Regions from separate parts of the Sus scrofa genome. Here region 1 is linked to region 2. A link is a contact called in public Hi-C data. All regions are on one chromosome and are shown on one strand. The core of a region is the stretch at or near the end of the contact, and the rest is flanking DNA. Distances in the headings are between cores, read along the strand shown. Region 1 holds the start of CASP6 (caspase-6). Region 2 holds the start of LOC102157627.

What was found. A called contact is a pair of places that touch in the nucleus more often than the background predicts.
Region 1: a contact with region 2 is called in a Hi-C map of liver, with 2.0 times the contacts expected there. The contact joins the promoter of CASP6 here to the promoter of LOC102157627 in region 2. A contact is called at or near these places in 15 of 47 Hi-C or Micro-C datasets (alveolar macrophages, blood, embryonic fibroblasts and 9 more) and 2 of 2 datasets of contacts at active chromatin or transcription factors (alveolar macrophages and skeletal muscle).

Annotation. Positions count from the first base shown.
Region 1 is chr8:112,517,077-112,520,878 of Sscrofa11.1, forward strand. It overlaps CASP6 (caspase-6), which reads left to right and starts at 2,374. Exons shown (of 6, transcript XM_013989349.2): 1 at 2,374-3,802. The coding sequence starts at 3,785.
Region 2 is chr8:112,411,985-112,415,945 of Sscrofa11.1, forward strand. LOC102157627 reads left to right here and starts at 2,331. Exons shown (of 2, transcript XR_001304070.2): 1 at 2,331-2,611. GAR1 (H/ACA ribonucleoprotein complex subunit 1) reads right to left here and starts at 2,293. Exons shown (of 7, transcript XM_003129252.3): 1 at 2,005-2,293; 2 at 1,475-1,685. The coding sequence starts at 1,673.

The DNA.
Region 1 (3,802 bases), core at 1,124-3,623, 110 kb after region 2:
TTTGTCTTTTTAAAGGCTGCACTAGAGGCATATGGAGATACCCAGGCTAGGGGTCCAATCAATCAGAGCTGTAGCTGCTGGCCTACATCACAGCCACAGCAACACCAGATCTGAGCCGCATCTGCAACCTACACCACAGATCAGATCCAGGCAATGCCGGATCCTTAACCCACTGAGAAAGGCCAGGGATTGAACCCACAACCTCATGGTTCCTAGTAGGATTTGTTTCCACTGCGCCATAAATAAATAAATAAATAAGCAAATAAATTTCTCTTGTGGCTTAGCAGGTTAAGGATCTGGTGTTGTCACTGCAGTAGCTTGGGTTGCTGCTGTGGGGTAGGTTTGATCCCTGGCACAGAAACTTCCATGTGCTATGGGTGCAGCAAAAAAAAAAAAAAAAAAAAAAAAGGCAAATAGAACAAGCTTTCCTTCTGAGACACCCCCCGCCCCGACTAGACTAGTAATACTAATTTAAAAGTTGTTTTGTTAGTTATAACTACTTCCCCTTAAAATGAAAAAGTGGTATTTCTGTCAGTATTTATGTTATCTGGTACAAAACAAGAATGATATCTCACAAAGTGAAGACAATGGACTTTTCTATAAAAATGACTCTTTAGCAGACTGACCACTGATTTGGGGAGTAAAATGAGACCTATTAGAGACGATCCTTCCATATATATTACATTGCATTCTTGAAAATTCACAGATACTACCTGCAGAATATTCATCCCAGTCTTGTGTAACATCTGGCTGTAATAATTGAAATAGCCGCTTTAGCTGTGGTTTTTCCTCACTGAATTGGTACAACCAGTACATGAAAAAATAAACTAACAGTTCCCAGTAAAACTAAAGGGAGTCTGGTTGTGCCTAAGCAGTAATGAACTCAACTAGTGTCCATGGGGACTTGGGTTCAATTCCTGGCCTCGCTCGGTGGGTTGAGGATCTGGCATTGCTGTGAGCTGTGGTGTAGGTCTCCAGTGTGGCTCGGGTCTGGTGTTGCTGTGGTGTGGGCTGGCCTCTGCAGCTCTCCATTTACCCCTAGCCTGGGAGCTTCCATCTGCTGTGGGTTCAGCCCTAAAAAGCAAAAAATTAAAAATTAAAAAAAAATGTAAAACTGAATCAGCAGTGTCATCTTTGCATACAGGCCACAGTGAAGTTATCCTTTTTTGTCCTGGTCTTATTAGGTTTCCGTAACAGCCTTCGAAGTCTCCTTGCTGACAACTTTATAAATATTTCCTTGTTGGCTCTCAAGTTTTCTTAAGTGGAGGAATCAGAATTATAAAAATTTGGTATTTCTATGATTTATATAGGAAAAAAAACAAGGCTTAGTGGGGGTAAGCACTGAAAAAAAAAGTCAAAAATTTTTTTTCAAAATTTAAGCTTTAGAATTATCGCTGAATTTATCTTTATTCCATATATTTCATTCCTTGGATAGGTAATAGTTGGCTAAGACCTTCAGATTCAGTAAATTCCATAAAAGTGACTATTCATAATGGTAAGAATCAAGCTATCCAGTCAGTTAAGTTTGGTGTTAAAGTATTAAAATAATTAAGATTATTCAATATGGATTATTATTTCAATATGGATTATTTTAATATGGATTTGCTTTGGATTCTTTTTTTCCACTTTGAGAAGGAAGAGATTGGTAGCATTCTTTTTTTTTGTTTTTAATTTTATTGGAGTCCAGTTGACTTACAATGTTGTGCCTATTTCGTCTATGTCCCACACGTGAGCATGCAGCAGAACCACTGGAGGGCTTGTTAAAATGCGATGGTGGACCCTACCCCCGGCTTCTAATTCAGTAGGTCTGATTCTGTAGGTCTCAAGAGTTTGCATCTCTAGTATGTCCCCAGATGACATTGATACTGCTGGTTCAGAGACCACAGTTTGAGAATGTTTCTAGGTAATCTTTAGTGACTAAAAATAAATGAACTGAAAATTTACTGAGGGCTGGGTATAATCCTAGGAGTTTGCCAGTTACTGTCTCAAAAAATACTGAATGAATTTTGTCCCCCCTTTACAGAGAATTTGAAGCTGGGAGAGGTTACATTGTTTTACTTGTGTTATGTCTCAAAGGGAATAAAATGGTGGAGCCAAAATTAGAATCTAGGCAGCCTGTTTCCCAATCTCAGTCACTTACCCTTTTTACCTGGGGACTATTAGCTATTGCTTTATTTTTACTTTTTTTGCTTTTTAGGGCCGAACTAGTGGCATATGGAGGTTATATGGCTAGAGGTTGAATTGGAGCTACAGCCGCTGACCTGCACCACAGCTCAGGGCAACGCCAGATCCTTAACCCACTGAGCTAGGCCAGGAATCAAACCCGCAACCTCATGGTTACTAGTTGGATTCGTTTCCACTGCACCACCAGGAATTCCTTAGCTATTGCTTTAAAAGGCTAAAATTAAACATTTATAATTGTGAAATAAGTATCCTAATGCTTTGTATTTGTACGTCTTAAGGTAGACAGTATCTTACTTTAAAATACATAACCGTATATGTATAAAAGCAATACAGTATTGTGAGATACTTGAGAAAAAATAAATTTCTTTCGTCTCCTTTCAGATAAATGGAGGGTCAGCCAATTGAAATTCCACTTCTATATAAGGACTATTTCTGTATAGAGGAGATACCCTGAAAACTAGGCAGAAGGACAGGAAGCTCTGGTGGTCAGAGAAGTCATTCAAACTGGATAGAGTCCAGAGTGCAGTTGCAGAAACCTGAATCTTATTCAGGTTAAATATTTGTTGAGCTCCTCCTACCTTCTAAGCAACTGCTGGGTAATGGGGAAACCGAAAGAAGTCAATTCTGTTTTCAATAAGCTTAAGATGGTGGCAATAGAAATTCGTTGAGCTCTTCACAAGCCAGGCATTGTTCTGACTACAGTAGTTTAACTCAATTGTCAAAACCGTATGAGGGAGATAATTGATATTCCATGTCTTCACTGCAGCATGTTACTAAGATAGTGATTTCTGAAATATTTTATGCATATAATGAAATGAACAGCAAATGGCAAAGGGTGAGTAAAATCCTTTGATTTCATACTCTATTCAATGACCAAGTAAGACTTTTTTTTTTTTTTTTGCGCACCCAGGGCAAATGGAAGTTCCCTTGCCAGGGATCCAATCCGAGCTGCAGCTGCAGGCCCAGCCCTTTCAGAGACAACTTGGGATTCTTAACAGCGGGAACTCCCTTAAGCAAGACTTTTCAGCCACAAGTATATGCAGGAAGCTATCCAGTTAGATTTTTATTTTTCTCTCCCAATCCGCTCTACAAACAAAGAGCATTTTAAAGTACTGTAAATCCTTGCAAGTCCTATAACGTAACTCGCACTGGGGAAAAGATTCCACGGGAAACAGGAAAACACAACACCCTGTACCTGAGGGCGTGGAGAAGAGCTAACACTTGGGGCGGAGCTTGAGCGAGCCTTGCTGCCTGCAGGTGCTCTGAAACTGCCTGGGGCCTCCCACCCGGGGTCCTCCCACCCCGGGACCGCCCCTTGGCCTCGGGATAAGAATTGCGGCGTCCCTTAGGCTGGGTTCTGCTCTCCAGGCGCCAGGCTAAGAAGACCGCGTCCCCTGCCCTGCTTGGACGCTCTGGCCCCCGCGAACTCCAGGTGAACGAAACGGACCTTAACTCAGCAGGGGGCACGGCCACCACCAACTCCCACCCCCACGCTCGGAGCGGGCGGCGGAGGGGGCCGAGGAGGAAGAGGCGGGGGCTGCGGCTCCGGCTGCAGGAAGCAGAAGCCGGTCGCGGCGTCGGTGCTGCGCGTTCCGCTGCGATGAGCTCGGCGCTGGAC
Region 2 (3,961 bases), core at 1,081-3,580:
TTTTTTCCATCCCTTTCATAATTTCGTACTACCACCTCTTCACCAATGGCTCTTCAATCTTTACCAGGGAAGTCTAGAATCTCAAAACGACTACCTTTATATCTAACTTATGGTCATCTCAAACTAAAATACTCATCATATTCCTGCAAAATCAACCCTCTATCCCTATCACTCAAGCTCAAAACCTGGAAACCTTTATTACTAGTATTTAGCCAAGTTCTACTGAGTTTGTTTCTACCGAAATGCCTCTCCTATCTAACCCTTCTTTTTCTTTCTCACTTCCACCATCCTCTCAATGTATCATGAATGGACCATTGTGGGCTAGAACCTTTGACTCTAGCCACAGCCCTCTTCAAACCATCTTCCATACTGATCAAAGCTACTCTTTTTTTGTTTTTGCTTTTTTTTAAATGGCCACACCTGTAGCACCTGGAAGTTCCCAGGGCCAGGGACTGAATGTGAGCCACAGCTGCCAGATCCCTTGACCCACTGCACCGGGCTGGGGATGGAATCCATACCTCTGCAGCAACCCAAGCCACTGCAGCTAGATTCTTAACCCACTGGGCCATAGCAGGAATTCTGATCCAACCTACTCTTTATGTTACACTCTATTCATCCTTTCTTTTCTTTGGTGTAGGTTTCCACTGCCAAATCTGTTTCACTTTCCATGACTTCATCCTACCTCACTGAAAATTACTCTAAAACTACTCTGACTAGATCTTTTTCTTGATTTCCCCCTCGTAGGTTCCCTTCCAAGCAAAATATTTTCCTCACTTCTCTTACTTATTGCAATTGGAAGCATGGGCTTTGCAGTCAGAAAACGTAGTTATGTATTTTAAATATATCACTTACTGATCACTTGTCACTATGACCTTAGCAAAGAAACTTAATTCTAAATCACAGATTTCTTATCTATAAAATGAGAACAGCAAGAGTAAGCACACAATATTACCTACTTAATATCTCCCTTTCAGGACTTCCCGTTGTGGCTTAGAGGGTTAGATCCTGACTAGTATCCATGAGGATGCGGGTTCCATCCCTGGCCTCGCTCAGTGGGTCAAGGATCCAAAGTTGCCACAAGCTGTGGTGTAGGTCGCAGACATGGCTCAGACAACACAGTGTAGGCTGGCAGCTGCAGCTTTGATTAGATCCCTGGCCTGGGAACTTCCATATGCTACAGGTGCTGCCCTAAAAAGTAAATGTCTCCCTTTCCGCCCAAGCTCAAGTTCCAACTCCACGATGCGGTCTGTGTTTCCTTCAGCTTTCTGAAGGAAAGTCAATTTAAGTCAGTTTACAGCCTTGCCATAGACTTGACTCCTCAACCAAGCAGCAGCCTCGGTATGACAAGAGCGAGCTGCTAGATCTATCTTTCAGCACCCAACTCCTTGTCAAACTTCCTAATAACACAAATCCACAAACTCTGCCCCCCCTCCCCCTCCGCTCCCAAGCAGCCCAAACTCAGAAGCCGACATACACACGACTTGTTCCGGAGGTCCTTGGTCTTGGCCTTTGTTAAAGCCTCCGCGGCCGCCCCCACGTCCAAATCCTCCTCTGCCGCCGCCGCCTCTGAAATTACCGCCGCCTCCACCTCGGAAGTGGTTGTTGCCGCTGCCGCCGCGACCGAAGCCGCCACCTCGATTAAAGCCTCCACGACCCCCGCCTCGAAAAGACATGCTTGCTCCTACCTAGAGAGAAAAACAGTGCATGCTTTTCGGTTGCTATGGCCTCTGGGTACACCAACTAACCCCTCTAGGCTTCGGTCAGAAGCTATAGAGAAACAACAATAATAAGCAACCCGCCACCTCAGCCACGGCTGGGCAGCCCGTGACCAGCCGAAAGGATGTCACCTCCCCGTAGCCCTGTGAGCGCCAGCAGACCACGCACCAGCCCCGTCGCCCCCGGTGAGTACCTCCTCCCCCAGCAAGCAGCAAGTTCTTCAGCCACATCCCCTCCCTCCCTCTGCTGGGTTCAGGGTCCAGCATTCTCGGACTACCCGCCACTCACCGGCGCCACGTGCACCTCAGGGCTGGGCGCGCACACCCACCCGCCCGGTACTTCCGCCGCGCACGAGCCTCTTCGGCCGCCGTACGGGCACAAAATAGGGGGGCAGGAAAACTGACTAGAAATTCGAAAAACGGGTGTGCAAAACCAGCCAGTCTCCAACAGAACCAGAGACGCTGTCACCTGTCCGAAACAGCCTTCAGCTCTGGACGAGTATCAGTAATATCTAACGTCAACCGCTAGTTTACGACAGCAAGGTCCACTTGCCTAATGGGAGCAGAGGAAGTGACGTAAAATAGCGGCGTCCTTTGCGGCATGACGTTACTCGCCGGAACTTCTGCCCCGCGAGGTTGCCCTTGGCGATGGTTGGCATCAGGCACCGCCCCTCTCCCAGTGGCGAGGCGGGCTTGCAGTGGGAGCCAGTTGTCCTTGTGTCCTGGTTTCTCTGGCTATGTTGCGGTCCCCTTGTTGCTCACTTGGTTGAGACTCTAGCAACTACGCTGTCCAGGGCTCTGAGCCGCGCTTTGCTGGGAGGTGGATTTGGCTGCGACGGAACCCAGTGGAAGGACTTGCCTGCGTTCTTTAGTGCCGCTTGTTCCGATTTTTTGAAGTACGCAAGACTGTGAGCTGTGCTGCACCCGTCGTTCACTGTGGTTTCACTAAAGGAAGAAAAAAATGCGTGTGTGTGTGTGTATTTTAAAAGAAACTGTGTTATCTGATATAGCCAGGCCATATTTATATCTTTTGTATTAGAGAGTTTTTTACTTTGTCAAATACGTTTTGACCACAGTCGGTACACTATACTACAAGTCCCTCTCCCCTTCTATCTTTAAGCCTTTGAAATCTGACTTGACCTTCCGCTAGAATTTCTCTACCAAAGAAAGCTAGCGTCTATTTATTAAATTTCGTTGGTTTCTTTTCATTGAATCGTCTGAGACCTTACCTTAATATTTAACAGTCAGCCTCTTTTTTGAAAGAATGGGATCAGTACCATTTTCAGAGGGTAATTTACATTGTGGAAGAACTTAGTAAACTTAACTATGGAAGTATAGAATTAGTTTGTCTTACACACTGAAGTATAAGCTTCTTGAGAAAGCACCTAGTTTGGTAGACGAATTTTTATTCAGATTTGATAAATGTACTTTAAATTCTATACATCATACAGATGTAGAATTATTCATATGTTCAGTGTTTTATCTCCATCCGGTGTCCCACTTTTATCTCCAACTCAGTGTGACGAGACCATTGAACTTTTATGGGACCTTCAAGAATACACGGTGCCCTTTTATTTTGCATGTAAATGAGGTAACTTTCTCATCTCGTTAGAGGGACAAACTAGAAACATGGATTCTCACAGTTCTTGATCCCTTTTCTGCACCGCCATTGCAAGCTCACTCCTTCCTCTTCCAGATTATTCATCATTCCAATTCCCTGTTTGTCCTCATGGTAGCATCATACTCTTGGTTTCCAAATCTTTGGACTCAAACCTTTGAGCACTCCTCTGTCATCGTTGTCATCATTCCACCCAACCTTGGCTTTGAAGTCTCTTTTTTCTGAAACTATCAATTTCTACTGATTCCTTCTAGCTTTGTACAGTCATCACAGGCCTTCTTTTGTCACTGTTATTCCTTCCCTAAATCACCCAATATAATCTACAACAACTCAGGTCCAGAAATAATAGTAGTGAACTACAACATCCTCACATTCTGAGCATCTTTATTGTCTCAAAATAAATGGTTCTGGGCTTAACTTTTCTTCCTCCCATCTCTACTGCACGTGATGACATACTGAACTTATTACAAGTTTCTTCATTCCATAGCCACCCTCAGGACCTCAAATAGTTCCCCATTTCCTTTAGCTACAAGCCTAAGGTAAAATCTTTCCTGTGACCAGGGCTTCTATATAATTAATTTTATTTTCCTCCAATGCTATACACTATTTCTTTGCCCCATCAGGCCAG